Linked DNA regions of Mus musculus: regions 2 and 3 are each linked to region 1. Evidence: chromatin contacts called from public Hi-C and HiChIP or PLAC-seq data. All regions are on one chromosome and are shown on one strand. Each heading gives the region's core, a stretch centred on a gene start, on an enhancer-like site or on the middle of the called end of the contact. The rest is flanking DNA. Distances are from core to core; before and after follow the strand shown.

What was found. A called contact is a pair of places that touch in the nucleus more often than the background predicts. HiChIP or PLAC-seq counts read pairs in DNA pulled down with a chosen protein or histone mark.
Region 2: a FOXA1 HiChIP or PLAC-seq map of pancreatic cancer cells shows a contact between it and region 1. The contact joins the promoter of Glrp1 here to the enhancer-like site in region 1. A contact is called at or near these places in 1 of 39 promoter capture datasets (macrophages), 5 of 484 Hi-C or Micro-C datasets (embryonic stem cells, group 2 innate lymphoid cells and pancreatic cancer cells), 4 of 115 datasets of contacts at active chromatin or transcription factors (bone marrow-derived macrophages, embryonic stem cells, extraembryonic endoderm stem cells and 1 more) and 1 of 9 other capture datasets (adipose tissue).
Region 3: a contact with region 1 is called in a Hi-C map of pancreatic cancer cells, with 3 times the contacts expected there. The contact joins two enhancer-like sites. A contact is called at or near these places in 1 of 39 promoter capture datasets (trophoblast stem cells), 3 of 15 datasets of contacts at CTCF or cohesin (the NIH/3T3 cell line and stem cell-derived epiblast-like cells), 66 of 484 Hi-C or Micro-C datasets (the AML12 cell line, the C2C12 cell line, the C3H10T1/2 cell line and 25 more), 9 of 115 datasets of contacts at active chromatin or transcription factors (T-cell acute lymphoblastic leukemia, differentiating embryonic stem cells, embryonic fibroblasts and 5 more) and 1 of 9 other capture datasets (adipose tissue).

The regions. Positions count from the first base shown.
Region 1 is chr1:88,426,200-88,430,327 of GRCm38.p6, forward strand. It overlaps Spp2 (secreted phosphoprotein 2), which reads left to right. Exons shown (of 8, transcript NM_029269.3): 8 at 123-239. Among named protein-coding and RNA genes, the nearest start is that of Spp2, 21 kb to the left of the region's middle. Within about 2 kb of position 2,357, at least 26 of the 459 cell types and tissues checked have an H3K27ac peak or open chromatin away from gene starts, as enhancers often do. A contact at or near this core is called in pancreatic cancer cells, where this site is marked.
Region 2 is chr1:88,508,323-88,512,450 of GRCm38.p6, forward strand. It overlaps Glrp1 (glutamine repeat protein 1), which reads right to left and starts at 1,744. Exons shown (of 3, transcript NM_008132.2): 1 at 1,469-1,744. The coding sequence starts at 1,564.
Region 3 is chr1:88,355,500-88,359,627 of GRCm38.p6, forward strand. All of the region lies in intron 18 of Trpm8 (transient receptor potential cation channel, subfamily M, member 8), which reads left to right. Among named protein-coding and RNA genes, the nearest start is that of Gm51639, 26 kb to the left of the region's middle. Within about 2 kb of position 2,167, at least 21 of the 459 cell types and tissues checked have an H3K27ac peak or open chromatin away from gene starts, as enhancers often do. A contact at or near this core is called in pancreatic cancer cells, where this site is marked.

The DNA of each region.
Region 1 (4,128 bases), core at 1,107-3,606:
CAGGCTGAGCCTCCAGCACAGGGATGCTAATGCACACTGTGGTGGTCTAACCTGCCCTTCCTTCTCAGGGTGCAGATGCATACTATGGTGATCTAACCTGCCCTTCCTTCTCTCTTGAATAGATTTCATGAAAGAAAGAGAAGCAGAAGCTGAAATGAAGAAAGGCATGGAGAATGGTGTCTTTTTCCTTTTTATAATCTCCACTCTGCAATAAAGATCTTTCCCTTCCTTTACTGCTCTCTCATTGTCTGGTTTGGAATAGAGCATCACTAAGTATCCAATTTCAGATTAGAGCATCACTAAGTATCCAATTTCAGATGAGAAATTGATGTTAGGAGGCATGAGGAGGATGCTAGGGATGGAGGCTCACAAAGTAACTATGTTTCGAGTGTTTTCAGCCAATTGACAATAGATATTAACATCTTGTTAAAAGCAAGCAGACTCAAGCATCCTGTTGTCTTTCTTTGTAAGTCATCATGGTGACTTTTAGGGCAGGAATACTCTCCCATATGATACAGACAACATGGTACATAACACCATTTGCTCCTTAAGCCCCAGAGAATGGATGAGACGGCACACACCCATGCAGTGGGATGTGACTGACCACACAGCAGCCTGGGTCATCAGGTGGAGAAAATGCTGACACAATAGCGCAATCTGCTAATAACAGAGAACATCTTTGGTGGGAGAACAGGTTACTTTGTACACTGTCCTGTGTTTCTGTACACATAGAACTGTTCCAAGAATAGTTTAGTGGACTGGGGAGACGGCTCAGTGGGTGGGATTGATCAATGCCCATAGGAACCTGAGTTTGAATCCCTAGATCTCATCTATTTAAAAAAATAAATAAATAAAACCAAGGCTAGGTATGGCCACACATGCCTATAGAGCTTTGGGTTCAGCAAGAGATGCTTCTCAAGGAAATAAGGCAGGGAGTGAGGGAGCAGGGTACCTAGGATCTTCCGCTGCCTTCTGTGCGCTTATGGATTTTAACTAAGAAAAAAATTGATTAAGTGGCTAAAGAGTAAGACTCATTGCAATCGACCACTGTGCCTATAGGAGCACCACATACTACTACTGCATTCCTTTAGATTTCTTAGTCTAATAAATTAGCTACAGAATGAAATATCCTCCAAAGTGGGCATTCCCAACAAACCCGCCTAGGGAATAGGGCTCATCCCCAAATCTGCCTCCTTTGGACATCATTTGTGGTTTGGTGTGAGTCGTGTGTGTGTGTGTGTGTGTGTGTGTGTGCGTGTGTGTGCACATGTGTGTGCCTGTAAAACTGTGAGATGGCATCCGTTCTCCCATTAAGAGTTTAGCATGTTGGCACAGCAGTGCTTGTTGGTGACCCTTGAGAAGCTAAAACAGGAGAACTCTAAGTTTGAGACCAGCTTCAGCTTCGTGGTGAGACCTACTCTCACAGAGTTGCTTGTGCCAGCCTTCTGAAAATGACAGCAAGTCAAGATGCTATACAGAATGCTTCTTATATGCAGCTACCTGGCACTTACTGAATGTGTTTCAGGTTTGGCTCCTGCTTGTATCCTGTCATGGTATTTGTTTCAGACACAGACACGTTGTACTGAAGACTGAAGAATTAAAACGTGTTGGGGAATGGCGCTGGTCTGGAGGAGATGAAGATATTCTAAAGATACATGTTTAACCAACATTCATAAAACATAAACTCTCTTCTGCCTTTATAGTTGAATCCAATCACTCCCTCTACCTTGGTAAACTCCCACACTCTGGGCCCACCAGAGTCCTTATCTGTAGACATCTCTGCAGGGCAGCTGTGATTTCCCTTATGGTCAAAATAGGCTAAAATTTACACACAATTTTGTTATGAATCTACATAATTATGTAATTTCCCAGTCTTTGAATTTACTGCACATTTCTTCCACATTCCTCTGGAGAAGACAGCAGCAAACATACATAGGTGTGAAATGGGTGGCCCTTGCTCCGCAATTGTCATTGGTACTGGAGCAAGCCGGAGGCAGGTGTGAACTGTCATTGTGAGTCTGTCTGTTCCTTGGGAGAGTGAGAGCCAGCACCCGCACTGAGCATGCCTAGATGCACAGCAGTGTAGCCCAGGCCTTCTTAGAGGGTAGCTTTTCTGCAAGTATTCACCAGCAAGCTAAAATATCAACACGGTTGATGGAGAAACTGGGTTCGCCAGCTGCTGCCGTCAGTGGAGACATTAGGAAGATGGACTGAGCTGGTGAGATTCATAGACTCCGAGAGTCCCCGGCCAAGGTTGTTTGCAAGAGCTGATGTGATCACGGCCCTTCAGAATGATGTGAGGTATTTTCGATTAAACAAGCCAGCCCCTTAGCTGTTCTCAGGGGTGGGGCTGAGGAATGCAGTCAGTGCTAGGACTCTCTCTTTTGACTCTGACCTCAGTGGAAACCACAGAGCAAGACAAACAGTGACAACCCTTGCTACAAGAATGTCATTGTGCCACCATCGGGCTTCCAGCAGAAAAATTCTGGCTTCTCTCCAGAGGCAGGTGTGTGGGAGTCACCTGCCAGAAGTGATCTTCTCCCCCTCCCCGCCCCCGTTCCCCCCAGAATCAGCAGCCACATCAAGCTGTTGCCTTCTATAGAGGTCCTGGGAATCTGCTGCACACAGCCCTGTGGGGCTGTGTTTACTCTCTTGTCATTTCACGTCTGGGAATGAAAAGTCGCTCAGAGGTTAATGCTTCCCTCATGTTCCATCCCTGGAATGTCTCAGTGTGGCCTGGCCTGTTGACAACATGGCATGCACCATATTGTCCCTATGTCACCTGGGACACTCTTGTGGGAAAGAGCTGGCTGGTTGGTTCCCATCCATGTGAGGGCTTCCTCGGCTTGGATGTCGGTCAAGGTCTTCCTTAAGTTTAGAGGGAATGTCCTCAGACTCTCCGTCCTGTGAGGTTTTTGTGCCCAGGTTGGCAATAAAAGATGGGATTCTGATTGCGCATCTTACAGTTCTGCACACATCTTACAATGGTGGGTCTCATTTCTTTGGTGGTTAACGGGCTGGCTGTTGATCACTGGAGAGAGTTTGTGGAGGAGAAATGTCAGTGTCTTGAGGTGAGAATTACTCTGAGGGTTGAATCCTTGCTGCTGAGGAGCCCAGTTCTAGACCAAGTCCTTCAGGATGAAGCTAGAGTTAAATCTGACTAGACTGATTGATTCTGAGTTTTCAAGACTGACTCTATCTTCCCCTTCTCCTCCTCTCCCCTCCCCTTCCCTTCTTCCTCCATTTTCCCCCGTCTAATGCTTGTTACATTAGATGCCTGAGAAGGGAAAGGAGAATCTGGGTGAGGACATAAAATTTCTAGACACTGAGCAGAGCCCAGTGACCTTTGAAGTCTAAGCACAGCCTGCAAGAGGTGCAGTGTGGTCAAGGGCCCCAGCTGGGGTTGCTATAGTAACAGCATCAGCCACCAGTCCAAGTAGCACATGATCTCCTGTTGTAGTGCATCCCAGGGGCTTACAGAATGACTTAGGAATAGGAAAGAACCAGAAATATCTTATTCTGTCTGGGCTGCTATAACCAGATACCACAGAGTGAGCAGCTTAAGCTACAGAAATGTAGTTTTTGTGGCTCTGTGTCTGGGGAGGCCATGATCACACTGTCATTAATTTGGTTCCTGGTGAGAGCTCAGTTCAGGGCGTGCAGATGACTGCATACAGTGAAGGGCAAGCCCTGGTTCCACTTCTTATAAGGACACCAGTCTGAGCCTCATGACCTCATTTAAACTTGTCTTCCAAATACCATCATATGGGGAATCAACTTGCCCATGGGAGGAACACCAACATTCATTTCAAAACAGACAACATGGGGCTAGAGAGGTGGCTCGGTGGCTAAGAGCACTGGCTCTCTTCTAGAAGACTCAGGTTCAATCCCCAGCACCTGCTGATAGTTCACAACCTTCTGTAACTCCAGTTGCAGTGGACCAGATGCCCTCTTTTGGCCAATGTGACACAAGGCACATTGTGGTGCACAACTATATCTATGGGTAAGACACGTATACACATAATCTAAAAATAAAACAGAACTGCAAACAAAAACAACAACCAGCCAAACAACAAACAAACAGCAACAACAACAACAACTAAAACATGCCCTCATGAGACACTGGAT
Region 2 (4,128 bases), core at 494-2,993, 82 kb after region 1:
GGAATCAGTTCTCTTCTCCCACCATGGGAGTTCCGGGATGGGATTCAGGTCTCCAGGTTTGTTATCAACAGACCTTTGTCTACTGAGTCATCTTGCTGGCCTCACCCTGTTTCTCTTCTCTTGTTTTTAGTGTATGTATGTTTGTGTATGTGTATATACATGCATATGTGTGCATGTGCATGCATGTTTATGTGTATGCGTCTGTGAGTGTGTACACACATGCAGCTAGAGGTCAACCCTAGGTGTTATTCCCCATGATCTGTGCATCTCGGTTTTTGAGACAAGGTCTCTGTCCTTTTGGCTAGTGATTGCTAGGAACGCACTCATGGCCACCTCTCCAGTGCCAGGATTAACAAGCACTCTGAACTGAACAGCAAGCACTTTACTGACTAAGCCATCTTCCCAGCTTCCTAGTCATGTCTACTTATTATTTTTACTGAAGTGCAACATGTAAACACAAATATCAATAATAAGGATCTATAATGAAGGGAATTCCCAGTGTGGGCAGACTCAGGACAAGAGCAAGATTGTCAGTGCATTGAAGCCCGGTCTCTGGCCCTGGCTTCTGCCCGGAAGCCCATCTGAGGCCTTGGCTTCTGCTGAGTTCAGGCCCCTCTGTGGCCTTGGGTAAGTGGAGTCAGAGTTTACACTCTTTTGTCTGACATATTCTTCTTCTCACTCACTGTATCCACTGGGCTTTTGATTTTGTTTCTTTAGTTTTTAAGCTGAGGTCTCACTAAGCTGCTTCTGTAAGCTTGATTCTGGATCCTTTGACCTCACCCTTCTGAAGAGCTGGAACTTCAGGCACACATGACCACACTCAGCTTTCGCTGTTGCTCATTTTTCTTGCCGTGTAGCCCTTTATAATGAGCCACTATTTGTTTTTATATTCTTAGTCCTGACCCTAGTAACTAAAAGCTGGGATTCTCATTTTTAAATGTTTATCAGTCATTTATTTAACAATGTTGATCCATTTATCTGTCTTTCTTTGGACTTCTATTTATTTTAAAATAATAATTTTCAATTTTAAAAATACTTTAATCTATAGAAAAGTTGCAAGAATTACCATCTGAGGAACACACATTTCTTTCTCCACCTAAGATTCATCCATTGTTAACCGTCTGTGATGTCAGCTGAGTACTGGCCTACTCTCTCCTTCCCGATCCTCCCCTCCCTCCTCTTTTTCCCCTTTTCACTGGCCAATCATTTTTGAGCTTAAATTGTAACTGCCAAAATATTTAGTCTCAAAATATTTAAGTAGGACACCTAAAATACAACTTTGGTTTTTGGGTTTTTTTTTTTTTTTTTTTAAATCCCAAAATTGCGACAAAACTCAAGCAATTAAACGTCTTCAGGCTAATACTGCATACCGTGCAAGCACATGAAATCCATTGATCGTCCACATACCAGTTGTAGTGGTGTTCAGCCCTGACCTGATCTAGGAGCAGTACATACTTAATTGTCATACCTCCTTGGCCCCGTCCAGCCTAGAGTAGGCCCTTCTCTTTCTCCTTTTTCCACTTTTGATGATAGCAACATCTCTGAAGAGGCATATGCTGCTCATGTGTCCAGTTTGAAGACGGGGTCGTTTGGTGAAACTTTCAGTTTCAGTTAGTCTCTGTTGCTGTAACAGAAGAGGACAGACGAGGGTAGTTTACTAAAAATAGAAACCCATTTCCCACAGTTCTCCAGACCAGGAAGTCCATGGCCACTGTGCCGGGGGTCTGATGACATCCTTCTTAGAAGTTACAAACTGTGGCGCATGGGATGATGAGGGCTGTTTGAATAGCAAAGGTGAGTCAGCAGGGTTAAACGCTGCTGTGTGGTTCCTCTTCTACAAGAATCTCAATCCCATTCCGGAGACAGGAGTCAGCCCACCTCATCCCCACTCGCAGGCCCTCCCTCACTCCAGAGACATTTGTGTCAGCAACATTGGAGTTTGGGGAAGGACACAGTCTATTATTGTGTGTAGACTGAAGCAACAAGGTGTTGCCCTCACCATGAAAGCTGCAGAACAGATTCACCCAGCTCTTAGTGGGGCGACAACTCTCACTGCAGAGCCTCAGTGACCTCCTTTTCACATTCACTTAATTATCTGCACGCAGTCACGTGCTCATGGACCTGCACACTTACACATTCAGCTTCATGTCTACTTGTTTTTATTAAATGGCTTCTTTATTTTTTTGCTTATAATAGTTTCCTCTTTTTTGTTGTTGTTGTGGGATGACAGGTTTGTTTATTATTTATTTTTGTTGTGCTGTTACTGTATATTTTGAGGTAGGATCTCTTGTCTCCCTAGACAGCCTTGAACTCCCTCTGTAGCCATGGTAACCTTGAACTTCTAATCCTCCTTCCTCTGTCTGGTGTGGGCAGGTCTGGTCTACATGGCGCTGGGGATTGAACTCTATGCACGGAACTCTATTCCCAGCCCTTTTTATTGGTTTTAAAACAGCTCCCTATATTGATGGCAAAGCTGACATAAGCTGACAGTATTTCTCAAGACTGCCACTTGTTCCTGGTGATGGTTTCTGTTTTTCATTAACACTGTCTCTTATCTGCTCTAACATGAGCTTTCTTTCTGCCTTTGATGTTTCACCATCCATTTTCCTTGAATAGTAAACGTAGATTGCCTAAACTCCTTATGTTTTATTATTCTTATATACCTTTTATTTTTATTTCTTCTAAGGATTTATTTATTTTGTATGTGTGAGTGGTTTTGCTTGTGTGTGTCTATGTGCCCTATGCATGGCCGGGGCCCTCGGAAGAGGTCAGAAGAGGGCGCTGGACTTCCTGCAACTGGAGTTATATGGATGGATGTGGCTGCCAACAGAGCCTGACGATGCTAATGCTCTGACTGTGGACGTCCAAGCTTTTGAATGACCAGAAACACAGCCACCATGTAGGTGCCAGGAGCCAAACCCACGTCATCTGCAAGAACAAGAAGTGCTCCAAGCCATCTCTCCAGCCCCCTCCCCTTTCACATGGAAACATATTATTTCTTGCTTTTTTAGAGTAAGGAGGAGTAGATATAGCTTTTGTCCATGCTTATCGACTCGGTAGAGTTTCTGTGTAGGCAAGAACATATCAATCAATAGGAAGGAAGCCCCTGCCCTGGTGGGGAAATAGAACAGGACTTTCATTCTTATTAAAGAACAATTCTCAAGGTTTGTCAAGTCTAAGAAGGTCCATGCTGCTATTAATTATGGATTGAATCTTGAGGATAGGGTGGCCTTCTGCTAACTGAAAGTTTGCACGACAGTAATGGATGATTCGATCCTTTGACCCCATTGCTGGCTGAGGGGAGGAACAACACCTCTGTTGGCACTGAAGCTTGCAGAAGCTTCCATCAAAGGCAGCAGAGAGGGAGCATTGATGAGCACCTAGCAGGAAAGGAGGAAAAACTACCTGGGGAACAAGATGAGGAACCTCAAGGCTCCCCCAAACCCTGGAGCTGAGAGTACACTGGATCTGGGAGGTGAGGTTTGAGGAAACCTGACCTCACTAGCAATGTGGAGAACCAAATAACAAGGCTTTGGGAGACAGAGTGGGGTATGCCAGGGAGGGTGGTGCTGAGTGTCCCAGCCCAGCAGGAGATGGCCACTAGAGTGAAGAGACTATAAAAGTGCAACAGGCCTGCTGGATCCTAAGTGACAAAGATGTGTTTCTGGTTATTCCAAAGCCTACAGTCCACAGTCAGCCTGTCAGCATGGTCAGGCTCTGGTGCGGGCCTCCTCTGTGCTGCTGCAGAACACGGATGGCTGCTGATGCTGTGGAAACGGGTTTAGCTCCCTCAGACATCTTAGATAGGACAGTGCTCCTCCGTAAGAGCTCCAGGGTCAGACCCAACCTTTCCCACTTGGGGGGGTCAACGTTTTAGGCTCCCTTTTTGGCAAGGGACACAAATCTCCAGCTCATTGCCCACCACGCTACTGTAGCATTTACCTTGTGCCATGAATAGCCACGTGTACTGTGAATTTGGTTTTATCAACCATCTCCCATCAATGAACAAAAGTGTGATGGCAGCTTGGACATGCTTATGTCCCTTGATTTATCTGAGCCCCTAGACAATTGTCTGACAGAGAGCAATTGGCCAGGTGTGTCCTGGGTGACACCCAGGGCTTTCTTCCC
Region 3 (4,128 bases), core at 917-3,416, 71 kb before region 1:
CAAACGACTCATGAAAGCTGCGTCACGGGAGCTCAAAGTCCAATCTGTGAGCAAATTTCTCCACTGAAGAAGCCTGTCCCCAGCAATGGTTGATCATCAGTTTCCTGGGATGTGCATATTTTAGGATCTTTGCTTCACCATTGAATCCAAACTCTACCCCAGCCCTCATAGAGCAGGTGCATCTTAGTTTGGGTTTTACTGCTGTGAACAGACACCATGACCAAGGCAACTTTTATAAATGACATCATTTAACGGGCTGGCTTACAGGTTTAGAGGTTCAGTCCATTATCGCCAAGGTGGGAAATGGCAGCAACTAGGCATGGTGCAGGAGGATCTGAGAGTTCTACGTCTTCATATGAAGGCTGCTAGTGGAAGGCTGACTCCCAAGCAGCTAGAGCAAGGGTATTAAAGCCCACACCCACCAGGCCACACCTACTCCAATAAGACCATACCTCCCAACAGTGCTACTCCCTGGGCCAAGCATTACAAACCATCACACTGAGGTAGCAGATGTTGAAGAAATGTTTGTTGTTGGTGAAGGAGGTGCTGTCCTGACTCATGGTGGAAAATGTCTCAGCAAGTCCTATCAGATTTATCTGTCACTCTCTTGTCTCTTCTGGACCCGAACCTTAAAATATACCCATTTAGCAAGTATTTGTTAGGTATACAACTCATGGAGTATTTACAGATTACAAAGTACAAGGCTCAGGGGTGGAAGAGATTTGAAGGGGAAACATACTGCCTTTGCCCTGACTAGTCTAAGAACACTGAGTTGGCTTATGTTGTCATGCCAACTCTCTCTGGTAGATTTTTATGTGCAGTCTCCAGGACTCCTGGATTGCGAGGGATTCTGGGGCCCTCTGTCAATTCTTAGTATGTCTTAATCAATTAATGATGTCTGCTATGGAAGTGAGGGCTGGGGGGGGGGGGTTGGGTACCTGTGCCCTATATGCCTGTCTTTATGATTAGTAGGTAAGTGGTGTGGAAGATGGTGGAACGTCAGCAGAGGTGGAGGAAGAAAACACACAGGATGGCCGGAGTACCAGTGTACTGACTATAGTTCTGGAAGGCAGAAGTCCAACGTGAAGTTGTGGGTTGGGTTGACCCCATAGAGTACTGTGAAGTGACTGTTCTGCTGTGCTGTCCCCTAGCTTCTGAAAGTTTACTGGCCATCTTTGTCACTCTGTGCCTGACGGATGTGACACTCTGACCCGCAGCCTCATGCCCATATGGTGCCCTCCCTATGTGCAGGTGTGTCCTAATTTCTCTGTTTCCTGGGGACAACAGTCATGTTGGATCAGGACTCCATCTCGACCTGTCAGCGCCATCTGCAGTGGCCTGATTTCCGAACAAGGTCACGTTCCCAAGCAGAGGGCTGAGGACTTAAGTGTAGAGATACAGCTCTTCCACATATGGCCTCTCTCCCTGTGGCCAGCCTTTACTTCCAAGTTTTCTTCTGGCTTGTGATGTGTCACTAGTAGAGTGGAGCTGGAATATTCTGTGTGTGATAATCAGAGCCAGGGGACTCTCGACATTCAGAGAACTGCTGGACCAGAGGGTCAATTGACTCACAGCCGATAGGGAATTAAGCCACGAGCATTGGATGGACAGGGGTAGAAGGGACAGGGGAGGAAAGAGGCAGGGAGAGGGAGGGAAAGCCCAGCAGGAGTTGCAAATACACGGTGTGCAGTAATCTGGTTTCTTTGGTCTTTCCCTGTCTGGGTGCATTTTCTACTGAAGAGACCCTTAAGAGATGCAGAAACCTGGATCAGGTTGTCTCCTCTTGTACTGACCCCATCAGGGAGTCTGCCGAGCTCCCTAGGTCCTGACACATGCTCTGGTGGTCCAGGGAGCAGCATCAAGCAGGGTGATTTGTTTTAGACGTTCATTTGCTGTGTGTATCAGGAGCCAGAGCTGCTATTGTCATGTTGTTGAGAATGTGTGTTCTTAATACAGGACAAGGAATGTGCTTGTAAGTCACCCCTGAGGGTCACCATGGTTATGGGACTACTGAGGCCAGAGATAAGGAGACATACAGAGGGATCCTGCCTTCACTTTCTTCTGAGCAGAGAGAAACCCAGGTGGCCTTTCTTGGAACAACAGTGAGGCCCTGTCTTTGAGAAATCTGTCACTAGAGGGCGCTATTTCCCTTTGTTTCTGCAAGTTCCTCACCTGGGTTGTTCAAGGAAAGGCTCTGCAGGCCTGTGCAGTCTTAATGGGCCAGACTCACTCATGGTTGTTAGGAGAAACCCCTAAACAGGACATTGTCTGTTTTAGATTGTGCCTGGGACTCAGATACCCATGCTCTCAGTGAGGAGGGACGTCCCTTGCCCAGAGCGGGGATGTTCACAGCTAATTTGACCTCGCCAGTCCCCAGTGCAGACACAGTTGTTAACCGACTCCTAGTGGAGCTAAGCAGGCACTGTGGATGTTTGTTTATAGTGTTGTAAGTTCCACCCTGCCTTCTCTGAAAGCTCCTTCAGTTCTGAGGCTGTCACAGTGCAAGAGATGGTGAACACATCCTGGTATTTCAGGAACACAGCTTAGAGCTGCACTCTCCCCCCTTAGACAAGAGGCGTCTCTTCATTAAAAACAAAACAAAACACCACCACCACCACCAACAACAACAACAACAACAACAAAAAAAACCCGAAATCTTTTCTCCCTGTAGTGGCATTCTTGTGGCCCAGGCCTCTTCTGTCTATTGGTTCTGTAATATGGCCAGGCTTCTGAAGTCACTGAGGCGAGACGAGGCTGGGCTGGGGTTGTACAGATCAGTGTGTACCAGCCTCCCAGCGGGAATGGGAAAGAGAACAGGTGGGCAGGGCCTGTGCCAGCCACTTCCGAAGCATGGAGTGGCAATGGGTTTTGCTGCCCTGGGGATCAGCACTGCCCAGATAAATGGATGCTCCTGTGTCCTCCCCAGGGTCCTAACCTTGCGCCTGTCTCCTCACAGTGGAACATGGTCTGGCCCGGGCTGCCCAGACCTGGGGGACTTCACTGTTCCACTGTGATCTGGCAGTGTTCCCCTCCTTTGGCAACTCAAGCTGTGCATCCTACATCCCAGATTGCAGGGTTTCAGTGGATCTGAGAAACTCACTATCCCCAGGATGGGCACCTAAGTTTAGGCTTTGGGGTCAGAGGCAGAGAAGGTCATAGGATATATGAGTCCCAAATAGACTTGGTGGGTGAGTTCATGGGAAGACAAGGACATGAACATGGGAATCAGAATCACACCTCAGTGAATCTTCTGTCCCCTATTTGAGCTGCCCCTGGAGTCTGGTCCTTAGGCTCCTAGTAGCCAGATTCTGAGCAAGTAGGCAAATGAAAAGATCAGACAGCTAGGTTGGCATTCTTAAAAAATCCAGTGTGTGGAGCCTGTCTTAGTTAGGGTTTCATTGTTGAGAACAGACATGATGACCAAGGCAACTCTAGTGAGGATAACATTTAATTGGGGCTGGCTTACAGGTTCAGAAGTTCAGTCCATTATCATCAAAGCAGGAGCATCCAGGCAGGCATGGTGCAGGAGGAACTGAGAGTTCTGAAGGCTGATAGGAGAAGACTGGCTTCCACGTGGTTAGGAGGAGGGTCTCATTGCCCACCGTCACAGTGACACACTTCCTCCAACAAGTCCATACTTCCTAATAGTGCCACTTCCTGGTCCAAGCATATTCAAACCACCACGGAGCCCAATTAATAATCTTTCTTCCCTGTAGACATCTTTTAAAAGATTTCACTAATCAAGTTGTTCTGTTGTGTGTGCCAGAAATAATGCACTTACTGTAAATACACAACTCTACGGCAACTCATGACAACTGGATGGTACTTTGTATTTGTGCAGGGCTCAGTCTACACCGCTGTCCGTGGTCACCGCGAGGTTCCATGTTTCTCCACACAGGTCACTTTCATTCCCTGAGGCTTCATTTTTGAAGGGTGGGAGAACACAACTCCTTTTCTTGGCTCTGATGGCTGCACATGCCTAAGGGAGCAGCTATCTTTCTGGTCCCCTTGGATCAGTGGGGTTCTGGTAGGGCTCCCTTGACACAAACAGTCTCAGAAGTGTCCTGGGAGAAACTGAGTGGACACTTACAAGTCTAGCAGAGACTGGTGTCCACGATGCCCATTGCT